Regions from separate parts of the Mus musculus genome. Here region 1 is linked to region 2. Evidence: chromatin contacts called from public Micro-C data. All regions are on one chromosome and are shown on one strand. Each heading gives the region's core, a stretch centred on a gene start, on an enhancer-like site or on the middle of the called end of the contact. The rest is flanking DNA. Distances are from core to core; before and after follow the strand shown.

Region 1 (2,700 bases), core at 169-2,668, 51 kb after region 2:
CTTTTCTCCACGCACAGTTTCTCGTAAGCCTGGATCATCTCCCCGAGCTGCTCCTCCTGCTCCTTACTCTTCTGCAACTGGGTAGGCCCGGAGAGGTGTGCCAGGGTCAGGACCAGCCTTGACAGGGAGCAGAGGGGGCTCCCAACCTCCCCAACCCTATTCCCAATAGAAACAGGAAGCGCTGAAGCTGATTTAGGGAAGGCGGGGGCAGGGCGGGGTTGAGGGCAAAGTGAGGGAAGCAGGAGGCTAAGGGAGTGGGGTTGGCTGGGAAGCGAAGCAAGGGCTTACCTCGTGTTGGAATTGGTTGAGTCGTTGCTGCAGACTGACCTTCTCCACCTCCAGCAGGGAGCCATCCTTGAGTTCATACAGAGGGAAGCCATGCTCCTCTCCAAAATCAGTGATCAGCGGATACTGTGGGAGGGTCGTCCTCTGAGAAGCCTGGCTTCCCATCCCAGGACCGCTCTGTCCCCCAACCCCACTGCCAGCTTCACAGGCGCCTCTCCCCGCCCCCTCCAATGGGACCCACCACTCCAAAGCTGGGCTCCTCCTCCACCCCTGAGATTGGCTGCAGGAGCAGAGCTCCTCATCCCCAAGGCAGCCACTTCTTCAGGGACCAGGCAGCCTCCAGTGCTGGCCACCTCTTGGGACCCTCCTGCCCTTGCAGGCAACTACAAGCTCAGCTCGCCATCACATCTAGGTTCTGACCTTGATCTCATAGACTTTGAGGCGACGGCGGAGGGTGGCATTCTCCCTCTCCAGGCCTCCTAGCCTTTCCTTGATGTCTCCGTAGGCTGTGATGAGGGCAAAGTGGGAGGCAGAACACATGTCCCCTCCCAGGGACGGGTCTCCAGGACCATCCAGCCACACCTCACTGGGCCCCAAGGCCTCTTGGGTCAGGATGCTGATGTCATCTTCAAACATGGACTCCATGGTAAGGGCTTCAGCCCACCCTGGGCCTCCTGAGAGTGCAGGAACAGAGTAAAGAGGACCACCTGCTCTTTGTTCCCAACTCTTCCATGCTGGTCTGAGGAACCTGTGGTAGCTGGGGAGCTTCAGCCAAGAGACAGATCTCACAACTAACTCTCTCTCTCTCTTCTCTCTCAAGTTTCTGCCCTATCCCCTGCTGTGACTGCTTATAGAAGGAAATGGAACCAGATAGACGTCATGAGTGGAGTGGGGGACAACTGATAAACAGGACCAAGGATCAGGGGCAGGGAGGAGAGACCTGTGGACAGATGGGAGGGAGGGCTGCTGTCCCAGCATTGGCACAGCCCAGAACCTGCCTAGACTACTCGGCTTGGTCTCCTCCCCAGACCTCCCTTTTCCCCAAGTACCTCGACAGCCGCCAAGATTCCCATCCCAGGCCTCTGTCGCCTGCTCCTAAGGAAGGCTAGTCCCGCTAGGCAGCCTGGCCTCTGTGGCCCCCGCCCAACTTCCTCCCGCAGGATCCCAGAGTTCAGGAAAAGGAAGTGCCTCCCCAAGTGCGCCGGGGCTGTGGCAACCGTCCAGGCGCAGACCTACAGGAAGTCCTTGGCTGAGTGTCAGAGGCAGCAAACTGGGCAAGGGGGCCTAGGAGAACCGAGACCATTAAGGGAGACTCCAGCTTGTCCTATTGTGCCTGCACTCAGGGAAATGGGGAGCCCTGGGAGGGGGGCAGGAATGACTCAGGGCTCCCAAAACGAGTAGGCAGCGAGGGGGTGCGTGTGTACATCTCCGGGCCCTTGTTTATGAATGTGTGGCTGTGGCTGCCATGTGGGGGGGAGTGTGTGTCTGTGAATGAGTGTAGGTGTGCCGCCGTCAATGAGTGCTTTTGCGGGGCGGAGGACCGGGGTCAGCGCGGAGTTCGGGAGTGACCAGAGGTTGTGTATGTGTGTGTGTGTACGTGTGTGTGCGCGCGCGCGCGTGTGAGCACGCGTGCGTGAGCGTGTGGGTAGGGTGGGCACGTTCGGGCCGAGTGTCACGTGAGGCACTATGGGAATGTCCGAGGTGTGTGCGCGCGCTGGAGCGTGTGTGCGCTCCGGCGAGGGGGCTCGGTCCGAAGGCGCGAGTTCCGACAGTGCAGGCCTCGGGTCCCCCATCCCCCAGCCTCGGCTAAGTGCCGGAGCGACAGACGCGTGTGACAGGTCTGAGTAAGGAGCGTGTGCGCGTGTTTGAAGGGCTGGCCCCACCTTTAACCCTCTCTTGCCCACGCCACCCCTCCCCCTACTCTGCCGACCAGAGCTCACTACACACCCCACCCCCATCCCTGCCCACGATCTCCGGCCATCACCCCCACTCTCGAGGACTCCGTGTCCCCACACACCCCGGCCGTGCGACCCGAGCTGCCTTCCTCCGCATCCTGGGGCCGCGCGCCGAGCGCCCGCGCAGGCTACTGGGGAGGGGGCGCCCGTCCCCGCCTGGCCCCTCCGGCGGCCCCTTTAAGAGCGGCTCTTTAAACCCCCTCGGGCTCGGCGGACAGAAACTGTCGCCCCTCCCCTCTGTGGGGCCGAGACCGCGCAGCCCCCTCCCCCACCGCGGCCGGGCTCCGGGCGGGCTACTGAGCGGCAGCCGCCCCGCAGGCCGGAGGCTGCGGGCAGCGGCGCAGGACCCTTCCCCACTCTGCTCCCGGGCGCAGCGCCCGCCCACCCGCGCCCGGGCCCCGGCCTCCCGCGCCCCAAGCCGCCCCGGCCCGCCGCGCCCCTCCCCCTCCCCCAGCCCGGG
Region 2 (2,700 bases), core at 3-2,502:
AGAGTGATGCAAAGATAAATCAAGAGTCCTGGCTTTCCTAAACTCCACCCGACCCAGCCTGGTCCTAACCTTGCTCCCACACTGCCTCCCTCCAGGGTTCTGAGCAGGCAACATAGGCTGAGGGGCTCTTTGGTCACAATACACCTTTGGTCACATGTGGTGGCATGAACCATCAGCTGGAGTGCTGAGGACAAGACATACTCTGAGTTTATCCCTAAGTGGGGTCACTTTAGGTTCCTGGCAGTTACCCCCCAAAATCAAGAGCCCACAGGACAACTTTGCTAGATCAGCAAACTTTGATCCACACACACACACCTCCTACCGACCAGCCACAGAAGGAGGGCGTGTTTACCAGGTCCATGTTTATTTCCAGAAAGTGATGCAAAACAGAAGAAATACATCCAGACACCACTCTCTACAATAAATAGCCTCCCCCCTCCCGAAGAAATAAAAAAGAGACACCCGTGTGTGTACACACCGGTTCAAAGTGACCTCGCCTGGTGAAATGTGCACCCTTCAAACCCTTCCTCTGCACCCACCCTCTCTTGTCTCCTCGCAGGTGGCCCAGTCCGCCCGCAGTCACCTGAGTCTTCTCTGTTTGGCTGGCTGTTGTAAAAATGCGTGTATCTTCACTTTCAGGTCAGAGATTAACACAGGTGTCAGACCAACAGTTGAAAGTTACTGACTGGACAGGGGAAGAGAGCAGCTCTCCTGGACTCCCCACCCCGACCCCTCCACCTCGCAGAAAGCCATGAAGTCCCTCTGGGTCCAAAACTCTCTGGAGTCCATTCTCCGTTCTCCATGGAACCATGGGGTCAGAAGCAGCACCAGGTTCGTGACTGTAGTTCGGGCAGAGAAAGGGGCAGGGGACACTCCTGTCGTATTTCCTTGTGGGCCAGGAAACAAGAAGTAAACCCCAGAATCCTTCTTGCCCCGCTTCCTCTCCAACCAATCACTATACAGGGAAGGGATGGGGAAGAGCTCGGGGCTCTCAGCCCCGCGTCTGTTTTCTAAGTTAGTGGGCACCTTCCAATTCAGCGGCATTTTCTCAGTTGGGAAAATAATTATAAAACTGGCCTTCGGTTTCCTTATCAAAAGGAGAAGGGGCCCCAGCGGGAGAGGAGCTGTCGCCACTGGAAGGATAGGGGGATATCCTCCTCCTCTTAGTGTCTCCTTCGCCTAGTCCTGAGTCGCTGGGCTCCGGCTGGAGGGAGGTGACCTCAGGCCACAGCGAGGGGGAGGAGCCCTGTTCCTCTGAGGATCCCAGGCCCGGGTCCATGGGCAGAGTTCGCATGGGCCGGAACCAGCCAGCTGGGCTCATCTTGGGCGGGTATTGAGGGGCCACGGGCCAACCAGCTCCAGGCGCCAGGACGTCTTGGCCCCGGTAGTAGGGCACAGTGGGCCCCGGGGCAGAGGGTAGGAGTGTGGGCTTCATGCTCACAGCTCGGAACTCCGCTTCATAACTGTGTTCCCGAGGTGTCCCCAGCCAGTAAGGCTGTGAGATCATATCCTTGGGCTGGCCTGGAAGGTCGGGGTAGAAACGGCTGGGAACAGGATACTGGTTGGATAGAAGAGGTGAGAAGGGGTCTCCCCCAAGCAGTTGACAGTTGGGTCCAGGTGGCGAGGGGACACTCGTATCAACAGATGCGTACATGCTAAAAAATAAATAAAAATAAAAACAATGAATGAGGGGGCTAGAGAGATGGCTCAGCAGTTAAGAGCACTGGCTGCTTGCTCTTCCAGAGGTCCTGAGTTCAATTCCCAACAACCACATGGTGGCTCACAGCCGTCTGTAATGAGATCCAATGCCCTCTTCTGGTGTGTCTGAAGACAGCTACTGTGTACTCGTATAAATAAAATAAATACAGAGAGACAGAGACAGAGAGAGACAGAGAGAGACAGAGAGAGAGAAAGAGAGATCAAGGCTATATTAGGCTTCTAATATGATGGTCCCCAGACCCCTGAAGCAGAGACAGGGCATGTTGAGCACTGAACCACAGTCCCATCTCAGAAAGACCAAAGGGGATTTGAACTCAGAACACTTACGACTCAAAGTTCTCCCGGAATCCTTTGGCAAAGGGGTTGTTGTCGATTTTCAGCTGAGTGATCTAGAGACGGGGAAATAGAGTTCTCTGAGTCCCCTCTTCCTCCTCAAGAAGTCTGTCCCACCCTCCCTCTGGCAGATGCCCGTCCCCGGGCTCACCTCTGCGTTCTGGTAGGCAGTCACTGCAATGAACTGGGTCTCTTGGAAAGTAAAGACGTGTGTGTTAGAAGCACTGCAGGCAGCCTCTGGCTCTCCATCATTCACCTCCACGATGTGCAGCCGGGGCTGGTACTTGTGGAGAGACTGCAGGACGATCATCTGGAGAGGGGCCAGGGGGTGACAGGGTCACGGAAGGAGCTGGAAGGAAGGTCCTCCTGACCTCAAGCTGGCCTCATCTCTAGATGCACTCTCCTACGTAACTACTAGCCCCACAGTGAGACAGACTAGAAAGGATGCCTGAGTTCATCTTGTGGCTTCGACCACCTTACCACCATGCAACTTCCCCTAAGCATCCCTACTGGAACTCACCAAGTAGGCTGGCTGGCCAGTGAGCCCTAGGGATCCACCTGTGTCCCCGCCACCCGCTCCCAGTGTTTAAATAACTGGTTCATGCCATTACAACTGGCTTTTCTTTTCTCTTTTAACCTAGGTTCTAG

The links. A called contact is a pair of places that touch in the nucleus more often than the background predicts.
Region 1: a contact with region 2 is called in a Micro-C map of muscle stem cells, with 2.5 times the contacts expected there. The contact joins the promoter of Tbkbp1 here to the enhancer-like site in region 2. A contact is called at or near these places in 25 of 39 promoter capture datasets (the 3T3-L1 cell line, 3T3-L1-derived adipocytes, the C10 cell line and 15 more), 9 of 15 datasets of contacts at CTCF or cohesin (CD8 T cells, the G1E-ER4 cell line, embryonic stem cells and 3 more), 150 of 484 Hi-C or Micro-C datasets (3T3-L1-derived adipocytes, the AML12 cell line, the AtT-20 cell line and 80 more), 48 of 115 datasets of contacts at active chromatin or transcription factors (the 230-238 cell line, CD8 T cells, the HPC-7 cell line and 33 more) and 5 of 9 other capture datasets (adipose tissue, embryonic stem cells, embryonic tail and 2 more).

Annotation. Positions count from the first base shown.
Region 1 is chr11:97,148,657-97,151,356 of GRCm38.p6, forward strand. It overlaps Tbkbp1 (TBK1 binding protein 1), which reads right to left and starts at 1,419. Exons shown (of 10, transcript NM_001372531.1): 1 at 1,335-1,419; 2 at 706-959; 3 at 289-411; 4 at 1-77. The coding sequence starts at 930.
Region 2 is chr11:97,097,724-97,100,423 of GRCm38.p6, forward strand. It overlaps Tbx21 (T-box 21), which reads right to left. Exons shown (of 6, transcript NM_019507.2): 4 at 2,204-2,362; 5 at 2,047-2,108; 6 at 284-1,655. The coding sequence ends at 1,049. Among named protein-coding and RNA genes, the nearest start is that of Tbx21, 16 kb to the right of the region's middle. Within about 2 kb of position 1,253, at least 15 of the 459 cell types and tissues checked have an H3K27ac peak or open chromatin away from gene starts, as enhancers often do. A contact at or near this core is called in differentiating embryonic stem cells and muscle stem cells, where this site is marked.